Linked DNA regions of Mus musculus: region 2 is linked to region 1. Evidence: chromatin contacts called from public Micro-C data. All regions are on one chromosome and are shown on one strand. The core of a region is the stretch at or near the end of the contact, and the rest is flanking DNA. Distances in the headings are between cores, read along the strand shown.

Region 1 (5,151 bases), core at 370-2,869:
GAAAGTCACTGCTGGAGTTTGGAAGATGGTGCTGTGCTAGGGCAGAGTCAACAGAGGACCTGGTTAGAAAGGGAGGCAGAGGCTGGAGTTCTACCCCTCCAGTCTGAAGCAGCTTTAAACTCCTCTTCATTCTAAAGGGAAGAAAGCTCTTCCTGTGGCCTGGGCTTCGAGCCACTCAGAAGGGCGAATGCCTTGGGGACTTCCTGGTGGAAAATACAATAAATGGACTCTCATTCATCTGGATGTGCCCTTGGTTTTTTGCTTTTTAATGAAATTAACTTGGTATTTGCCCTTTGCAAATGTTCTAGAGATTCACAGCGGATGTCCACATTTTAATATAAATGGTAGCATCAAACCTGTGAGTTTTATAAAACGAAGGTTTGGTTTGCTGGTTCATTGTTCTATCTTAACAAAGAGGAAGCCTCCAGAGACCCAATTTTCTTATTTTGCCCCATGCCGTGTCAGCCTTAAGCAAAATGTCCAGAGCCAACCACACTTTCTAGGGGTCTCCAGGTTGGTGGAGGGGCTTCGGAAGGTTTGAACTCCTAGAGACTGTGCTCAAACCTAAACACCTTTGCTGGCGTTCCTACCTAGGGAAAGATTTCAGTGCAGATAAATCCCAGAACTATTATAGCTGTGTCTACTGGTTTTCATATATAGTCAGGTTATGTTTTCTGAATGTCACCCTTCCCAATTAAGTGTAAAATTCTGTCAGTTATGGGATATGGAAGACAGTGGTGACATAATTAGAACTTATACATAATAAATAGTACATCTGTAGTATTTTAACCTCCACTAACAGTTATGAGATCAGTGTGTGGGCCAATTAACTATGGAGCTTTTTTTTTTTTTAAACCAAGGCTCCATAAACACACTGGTTTTAAATGTCCTAATTAGTAACTTGCTCATTAATTAACTTTCTGATTAATTGTGTAGCAATCTAATTTGTAGATGAGCCACTTAAAGAGTGATACCTTGTAATTCTTTCTTCTGTCTTTAAAATTCCCCCGTAAAATGTGATTTTGTACCCAGCTGGCCTCCTGGTTGTGGAAAACCCATGCTTAAGAGATGCTGTGCAGTTGGCCCCAAACTAAATTTCTGTTAATCTTGCTCTGTGTGGATGGAAGATGTCAGTTGGAGGCTGAGGAGGTGGGAGAGGACAGGGTTCAAAAAAAAAAAAAAAAGAAGGAAAGAAAGAAAAAGAAGAAGAAAGTGAAAAAAAGACCAAAACAATGTTATACCGTTGAGTAAGAAAAATACTTTCTCCTCCTGGAAAAGAAGGTAAAATGGATTTAGGCAGGACTTTAATCAGAACCAAATATCTTGATTGCAAAACCATTTAGGGGAAAAGAAAATATTTAAGAAGAAAACTTATTGTGGCCTCCACACCCCTATCATGGACTATTCCAGACATAATTTAAAACGGTGGACAAAAGGGCCAAGCATGGATTTCAATAGAAGCCCTCCCCCCAGCCTCCCCCCCCCCCCACCTCCACGCACTGGAACATCCAGGCTGTATTATTAGCATCAGAAAGGGCGACCAGTCCGGCTTCCACCAGAGCTATTGTTGCCAGGGTGTGTCGCCAGTCCTGTCCTGCAGAAAGCCTTTAGCCCTGATGGCAGATGATTCTCTAAGTGAATAGAGATGAAGGCAGGGATATTAAGTGACTCTATAAAACATCCCGGACACAATTGTGTGATTGATGGAGGACAAAGTGGGAACAGCAGGACAGAGGATCCTGGGAGAAGCAGCCTTGTCAATGCGAGAAACCCATCTCTGGAAACAGCTTCTCCGGGAGGAGTTTGCAGTCTATTTGTATGAGTAATCAGCTGGGCCCCCTCTCTGTCAGCCCTGTTTACTCACTGATTTTCTCAACAAGACAACCATTGACACTGGATGGATGGGGCTAATCTGGCGCAGAACTGGCGGCTTCGCAGAGGCTACAGGTCGAAAATAGAGCGCGGTGCCAACTTCACCTCGCCTAATCTAGCGGCTAATATTTATTAGAGCCAATTTATACCGCTGCTCTCTCAAAGAGCAAGGAAGGCCTCGGTGCAATTAATAACATAGGCGATAACCACAGACAAACAAATAAATAAGGGTTTGTGAACTGTTTGGCTGGTTTTAAGGATGGATGTGAAGGGGACAGGGTTGGGTTTGCTACCTGGAGCGGGAAAGGAAGAGGTAGTCAAGGTAGCCCTGAAGAAAGGCTGTCTCCCTAGCCAGGCTCATCCAATCTCAGAGCGACAATCGGCTGCAAAGTGGCTTTAGAGCCTACACGAATGTATGTAATTCCACAATGCAGCTAACAGAATCTCTGTACATAGACACCTGCCCTCGCAGAGAGAGGTGCATGCGCACACTCCTGTTGTAAATATCCAGTTTATGCGCATCCCCACCCGCTGAGGGAGACCCAGATTGCAAGACTGCTCTGCACTCAGAAGCCAAGCCTGCAGCCATCGAGAAGAGTGGCTATCTGGAAGCTAGGAAGTGGGGGACTGGGGGAGATAGGACAATAAAATAGGGCACTAAGCAGAGTGGTTTCCTTCTATAACCCACGGTTGTCCTTGAGGCTTGTTGGTAGTGATGCTGCCACAGGCCGAGTTTCCTACAACTGGATGCTTAAGGAGATTTTGCAGGGCCAAGCTGGAGAGAAGCAGATGAGTGTGTGTGTGTGTGTGTGTGTGTGTGTGTGTGTGTGTGTGTGTGTGTGCCCGGGTGGGTATCCAGTCGCCCACAGACTGGCTTTGCAAAGGGTTGGTAAGAGGCATTGTTCCTAACCGGGCGCGGCTTCACCAGGGGCTGAGATGTGCACGCTGACCTTACCGCGGACCTGGCCTGCAGACAGCTGGCTGCGAAGAAGGAAGCCCTTTGCCCTCGAGCCCTGGTTTCCCTACTCGCCCTCCCCGACCCCCTCTGGGCCAGCGGGCGCCCGCGCCTTACTAATTGCTCGGCTCCCTTCATGCACACATCTCCACTAATTTTACATTTCTCATTCTGCGGGTAGCTGGAAAGCGGCTCAGGGAATACGGTTCCTTCTCTTAGCTACCGCATGAATACAGTGAGTGGTGGCCGTCCAAGCCTCCCTGGCTGGGGGCTTTGGTAAATTAGCAGCTTGGCTGTATAATCAGGCATTCGCCATTGAGGCCACAGTACTGTACCCGCTAACCAGGTGAGATTTCATCATCTAATGGGTTGGGAGGTGTGACCGAGCTGCTAAGTTAGCAATTAAACTTCGCAAGTATCGTTCGATTGTTTTTTTTTTTTTTTTTTTTTTTTTGGACAGGCCACTGCAACGTTACCCCAGCTATTGAAAGAAAAGAAATCCCTTTCCAGAATATATACACAGACGGAAATGATTTTTGTGAAATCCATGGAATGATATAAAGGAAGTATCATGTCTAAACACACCGTTTGGATTCTGTATTCTATAAAATACAGGCTATATAGTTACAGAGTTCTAAATCTGCAGTGGGGGGAGGGGTGGTAGCTAGTTGCTGCAAAGGCAGGGAGGGACTGTGTGCAAAATATTAGATAACATCTAATCTAGGATAGAAAAAAAATCTAGGAAATCAGAGATTCGTCCCTTTTGGGCCTATCGTTTAGATTTATTATTGTACCAAGAACTGGTATCAAAGCAAAAGGGCAAACGGTCTCATAGAAGCCCCCCCCCCCCAGTAGGCAGCTCCTCTGGCTCCTGAGGCCTAAAGCTTTGCCATCTCCTTCTGAAGCTCCAAGGTGTATCCATGTAAGATGGGAAAATGGTTGGTGTGAATTAGAAGGCTCAGGTTCCCAGAAACAATAAACACTCTTGCGCTGGGGACAACACCCTGCGTATGTAGGTATGTGGGTCTGTGTAAGAGAGAAAACAGCACAAGACCTGGCTTCTCCCGAGCCCTAAGAGCTTAAATGGAAACATAACAGAAAATATTATTAGCTTTATCTGCTGACACTAGGGACACGGGTTAAAGTATTTTTCATTTAATTTGATAGTGAATAAGGCACTTACAGTACTTGATGATCTATTGATCAAATAGAAATGAGGTGCCAGCAACACCTCCTTATTTAATCCCCATTCCCACGATTAAAAAACCAAGTGAATTTAGGAAAAAAAAAAAACAATTTGCTCAGTAAGTGTTGTGTTATATAAAGAATAGAAAGAGACCCGTTCTTCCAACCTATAAATCTCTCCTTGGGCTAATATGATTGACTACAGGGCACGTGAACCCCCGCTGAACTGTAAACAGTGTTTTAATGGACAGTAATGGCCCTATGATTTTTAGCTATTGTTCCAAAATGACTACCATGTTTATTGCCATCATTAAAAATGAATTAAAGAGTTATGAAACTCCTCAATAATGAGAACTCCGGCAGTTTATAAGCCCTGTTCTGCTCTTCTCAGTTCACTTAACGGGCTGCATCTGCCCAGAGTGGTGCGGGCTGGGTGACACCCACCAGAGACCACAGTTTAGGGAACCCGGGTGTCCAGAACCTTTCTTTTGTCTGATGAGGGCCCGGAGAACTAAGAGAGAGGGAAGGAAAAGAGGCGGTGATGGGATGAGAGGGAACCCAGAAAGCTCTGCCCTTTCGGGTGTTCCCGGTGAGGAGGTGTGGTGATGGATGACTGTAGGAGCCGGGGACTGGGAGGGGACAAGATTCGCTTCCCTGCAGCAAAATGGCCTCGGTCAGGGTGGTGGTAGGGGTACGGATGGGATCCCGGGGTTGGGGTGGGGGTGACCAGAGGCGTGTTCCTAGCCCTAACCCGGCCGAGGAAGGCGCTGTGGGACCCTGTTAGGGCAGGCTGCAGACCCAGGCGGGGTTGCCTGGTCACTGCCCTGTAGTTCCGCGTGGTGGCGGCCACTGCACCTCCCCGAAGCCGGGGGAGTCGCTGGGGACCGCGCAGGAAAAAGGCTCAGCAAAGTTGCTCGCAGCCGGGGCACTGTTCTCCGAGGGGTCTCTGGCTGGAGTCTGCACGTTTCTCTTTGCATTAGCAAAGCCCAAAGTCATCCAGTTTGCGCTAATCACCACAATTAGTCCTGAATTATCACCGGACTCTGACAGACGTTCCTTGTAACTCTCTTTTATTTCCAACAGCCCTAATCAGCCGCTCTCATTACAAACGCTGATTAAACTGCAAATTATCCAGCAGC
Region 2 (5,151 bases), core at 1,951-4,450, 3.6 Mb after region 1:
GCAGGAAATCACAGCAGAAAGAAAAGCAGAAGCCATGGAGGAGTGCTGCTTCCTGGCTTGCTCAACAAGCTCGCTTATCTGATTGCTTATAGTACCCAGGACCACCAGCTCAGTTAATGGCACCACTCACAGTGCGCTGGACCACACCCCCAACCCCCACAACACACACATCAATCAATGAAGACATGTGTCATAGGCTGTGTCCACAGGCCAATCTGGTAGGGACAATTTCTCAACTGAGGTTCCCTCTTCCAAAATGTCTCTAGCTTACATCAAGTTGACATAAAATCAGCCAGCACATTTAGATTCTTGTCTTCTGAGTTTACATACCCAAGTTTCTCCTCAAAGGAATTTTCTGGGCCTGTGACAAAGATGAAGGGAGTTGAGGCAGAGCCTTCTTCCCAAAGCTGGTGCCAAATCCTGTGACTTCAGCTCTGGGGGGTTCAGGCCCCTGACCCAAACAGCCTGTGAGAATAAAACTGATTAACTCGAACCCCAAGGAGAAGAAGCCTGTTGTGCGGGCTCAGTCCCTGTCCCTCAGAGGAGACTACTAGATCTAGGGCCTTACCAGACACTTTCTGCTCTGGGGATTTTCTAGCCACCACGGTGGCACCGGTGGCACCGGGTGCCCAGGCCAACCCAAGGGACAGCAGGACTCCACACTACCACCAGGGGGCAGTTCTGCCGAGCTCCTACATTGCAAGGATAACCACCAGCTGCTTTCTTGGTGCGCGCTTTCAGGCCAAGGAGTGGGGGATGGGAGTGGGGATGGCTCTTGGTTCCAAATGGCTGTCCTGCCCACCTCTGGGAAAGATTTCTGGCCCCTGTACTAGCTTGAGGGGATGGGATGGGATGGGATGGGATGGGATGGGATGGGATGGGATGGGATGGGATGGGGGACTTTCCATCCTTGGAGAAAAGACAGGGAGTCAGGAGATTCTGAGAGCTAGGGACCAGGAAGGCAGAAAGAGGATGAGCAAGGCACGAATTCCCAGCAAGGTTTCCAGGCTGGGAAATTTCTGGACTGAACAGCTAAGGGGCTATAGGTACCTTAACTAAAGCAAACAAAACTGGTGGAGTGCCCAAAGATGGCTTTAGTGAAGCTCACTCAAATCTCTGGTTACCTGTTCTGTACCTTCATTGATCCCAGTGTGTTGAGGTGGTCTGTCAAATCCAGCAAATCCCCACATTCCTCGCCCCCCGCCAGTGACTTTAAGGTAATTTACCACGTTTCCCCAAACATTTCCAGGAAACAGCCCTTTAACCCTTTGGGGGCGATATTGCAAACGGAACATAAGCTCTCAACTCCCAGACCCTTCTAGGACAGACAAATTGCAAATCTTGAGCAGAGAGATTTTCCTCTAACGTTACTAATAACCTGCGAACAATTCTTCTTGTATTCCATCTTCAAATACGTTTGTACGCAGCAGCCCTCAGCACTGCGAAAACCATAGTGTTTATTTAGATATCGGGCAAGCACTAATAAAACTTAAACTTTTGATGTAAAAGTGGACTCCTTGGTTAGGACGCCTGTCTGCATCAACAAAGCATTCGCTGCCTGATTAATGTTGGCGCAGGTTAATCAGAGCCCATTACAATAATTAGATGGTCCAGTCATACATCAAATGAGAGGCAATGAAAATCAACGCGTTCAGATCGCAAGGCATTCTCATAGATCTTTTAAAGATCTCTAGTAGACTTTACAGACCATTTACAAGTGGAACTGGTGGTTACCCATTGGAGAAAACGAAATCTGATTTGAAAAGAAGTATTAGATGGGGCAACAGCTTATTTTTGTGATGAATACCAGTTAGAACAAGTCACTTCAGGAAGTAAGAAACACTTGGTTGATACAATGACACACAGAGCATTTGAGATTGTTCCTAGAGAAAGCCATTGAATTTTTATTCAGTTCTTGGCAAATGGCGATTTTAACCAGAAAGTTAAACTGGTAAGGCAAAGTTCCCTATTTGAAATCGAAACATCTCAGAAAAGGCAAACATCCAGAAAGCTAGGCTATCAAAATGAATTCGGATTACACAATTATTCGGATTTCCCGCCAGCCAGAACAAAACATTTAGCTGGTGGTAAACACAGGTGACCTTAAAACAGAATAATACTTTAATCATCCCTATTAGCTTGCCACTTGGAAGAAAAATGAATCGAGTGGAGTTGCATCCTGCATTTAAAATTTAAAAGTCGGGTTTTTTTTTAAAAAAAAGAGTATAAAAAGCATTTAATGTATTTTCCAAAATAAAAAATTGATCTCAAAGTTCATCTTTGCTACTGTCCTTTCTACTATCAATCCTTCCGGAACAACACTGTGTGTAAGTTATAATAATTCCAGTATTTAGAAAGTAGTGTGAAATGCTCCTTTAGAAATACCTTTTATTGAAAAGTATAGCGCTCTTTTTCCTAACATCTCAACAGTGTTTGAGTTGCTGCTATGTGTAATTTCTGTGTGTGTTTGGGTTTTCATTACAATTTTCTATTTCTTTTCCTCATTCAACCATTGCTTGCTCTATTCCCATGGAATTTGTGAGATGCTCTCATTAGAGTGGCTTAGTTTAGCTGTCAAGTCTCTAGGGCATTCAATTGCAGATAAATGACCAAAACGCCAGCCTAACCGCATTTTTATTAACAGATGGCGGAAAACAAACGTCTTTGGAGAAGAACCGAAGGGAAAGGGTTAAAGGGTCAATAAACAATTATTACCGTGCTCAAAATGGGGGATTTTTCATCAGATTCCACAGGCGGAGACTGGCCCAGTCCAGAGAGCTGGGACACCCTACCAGACTCCCTCGCTCAATATTCCAGTGAGCACCTCACACATAGAGCAGTTGTCCCCAGTGGGATGACTCCTACAGGCCACTGGGTTGTCCAATCGAAGCGTCCCCGGAGCGCTTGAGATTAGGGTTGAGGGCTAATCCGGGAGAATAAGGCTGGGGGTTTGAACTCCTGTAGCTCTCGGGTCGGCTCGCGGCTGGCTAGGGTGGGATTCAGGATAGCCAATATCTTGGCAAGAAATAGTGGGCTTCAGTCTCCAACTCTTGCTGCTGCCCCTCCTGCGGGTGAACTTTCTCTTCCTACACGCCGATTCCCTCGCCTTTCTTTTCCTTCCCTGGGCCGCGCTCTGACGTGCACACCATGTGACAGGCCCCCTTCTGCTATAAGCACAGACAAGGTCCGCCCTCTTCTGGACTCAGCCCTGGCCTTGCCGAGCTCCGTTTCTAGATTCTCACTCCTCCCGCGCCCTTCTGGGCGCCCGACACCGACTGGCCCGCCAGGGTCCAGCCACCCCCTCCTGGACTAACCGGGCTAAAGGGACCACAGTGGAAAAGGTCAAGTCTAGAGCGCCCGCCACCCGGTGCCCGCCGAGCCGGGGAGCGCAAACACCTCGCACAGCCCTGCTCGCCAAGTAGCGGAGCGGAGCGGCCCCAGCCACCTCCTGCAGCCGCGCGTCGCAGAGTGGCGTCCTCGCTCCGGGTCCGCCGCTCCGGGATCGGCCTGGGGAGGCCAGGGAGCCGGGAGCCCGGTGCCCCTATGTGCCGCCGCGCCACCGCGCCGCCCCAGCTATGACCCTGAGCACGGAGATGTCCGATGCCTCCGGCCTCGCGGAGGAGACAGACATCGACGTGGTGGGGGAGGGCGAGGACGACGAGGAGGAGGAGGACGATGACGACGAGGGCGGCGGCGGCCGCGGCGGCGGCGGGTCCCGGTTGCCGAGCTCGGCCCAGCGGCGGAGGCGCTCTTACGCCGGGGAGGACGATCTCGAGGACCTGGAGGAGGAGGACGACGATGACCTGCTGCTGGCCTCCCGGCCCGCCGCGTCCCCCGCGCCTCCGGGTCCTGCGCCCGCCCCGGGGACCGGGTCGGGCGGCTGCAGCGGCGCCGGAGCGGGAGGCGGCGCGGGAGGTGGTACGGGCGCGGGCACGGGCGGGGGCGCTAAGAATCCGCTGGTGAAGCCGCCCTACTCGTACATCGCGCTCATCACCATGGCCATCCTGCAGAGCCCCAAGAAGCGCCTGACGCTCAGCGAGATCTGCGAGTTCATCAGCAGCCGCTTCCCTTACTACCGGGAGAAGTTCCCCGCTTGGCAGAACAGCATCCGTCACAACCTGTCGCTCAACGACTGCTTCGTCAAGATCCCGCGCGAACCGGGCAACCCGGGCAAGGGCAACTACTGGACGCTCGACCCGGAGTCCGCAGATATGTTCGACAACGGCAGCTTCCTGCGGCGCCGCAAGCGCTTCAAGCGCCAGCCGCTACTCGCTCCCCACGCGGCGGCCGAGGCGCTGCTGCTGCGCGGTGCGGGGCCGGCGGCGGGCGCAGGGGACCCGGGCGCCGCGCTTTTCCCGCCGCCGCCGCCACCGCCCGCCTGCGGCTACGGAGCCTACGGCTGCGCCTACGGCCTGCAGCTGCCACCCTGCGCGCCGCCCTCCGCGCTCTTCGCTGCCGCCGCCGCGGCAGCCGCCGCCGCCTTCCATCCGCACTCGCCCCCGCCGCCTCCTCCTCCTCCGCCGCCGCCTCCCGGTGCGGCCGCCGAGCTGGCGCGGACCGCCTTCGGCTACCGGTCACACGCGCTGGCTGCCGCCCTGCCCGGCCCTTTGCAGGCGGCCGCAGTCAAGGCGGGAGGCCCGGGCGCCGCAGCGCTCGCACGCTCGCCCTTCTCCATCGAGAGCCTCATCGGGCGCACTCGGGGTCCCGCGGCCGCCGGGGCGCACGTCTCGTCCGGGGCCGCCAGCGGGACCGCCCCGGGACCCGGGGGCGGGGGTTGCGCAGTACAGGCGGCTGCTGGTCCCGCCGTCGCGCTCACCCGCTCGCTCGTGGTCGCCGCCGCGGCCGCCGCCTCCTCCGTGTCCTCGTCCGCCGCGCTGGGGACTCTGCACCAAGGGACAGCGCTGTCCAGTGTGGAGAACTTTACTGCTAGGATTTCCAATTGTTAGGAACGTCGTTAGCGCGCGGGAGAGCGAAGGTAGGACTCCCGGCTTCTTTCTCCGGATGGGGGGGTTGGTTTCGTTCGCCCCTCCCGGTCCTCGGAGACCCCGCGCCCCCCATTTTCGCCGCTTCGGATTCTTGGACCAGACTGTGTTGGGCGACAGCTGGGGCGCCGCGCAGTTTAGCTCAGAGGGTCCATCTATTTATGCAAAA

The links. A called contact is a pair of places that touch in the nucleus more often than the background predicts.
Region 2: a contact with region 1 is called in a Micro-C map of embryonic stem cells, with 6 times the contacts expected there. The contact joins the promoter of Foxd1 here to the enhancer-like site in region 1. A contact is called at or near these places in 4 of 39 promoter capture datasets (cranial neural crest, frontonasal cranial neural crest, hippocampal neurons and 1 more), 7 of 484 Hi-C or Micro-C datasets (cerebellar granule neurons, cerebellum, cerebral cortex and 2 more), 2 of 115 datasets of contacts at active chromatin or transcription factors (embryonic forebrain and embryonic midbrain) and 1 of 9 other capture datasets (embryonic tail).

Annotation. Positions count from the first base shown.
Region 1 is chr13:94,705,147-94,710,297 of GRCm38.p6, forward strand. No RefSeq gene overlaps it. Among named protein-coding and RNA genes, the nearest start is that of Gm32351, 4.8 kb to the left of the region's middle. Within about 2 kb of position 1,620, at least 6 of the 459 cell types and tissues checked have an H3K27ac peak or open chromatin away from gene starts, as enhancers often do. A contact at or near this core is called in embryonic stem cells, where this site is marked.
Region 2 is chr13:98,351,045-98,356,195 of GRCm38.p6, forward strand. It overlaps Foxd1 (forkhead box D1), which reads left to right and starts at 3,201. Exons shown (of 1, transcript NM_008242.2): 1 at 3,201-5,151. The coding sequence starts at 3,576. The coding sequence ends at 4,946.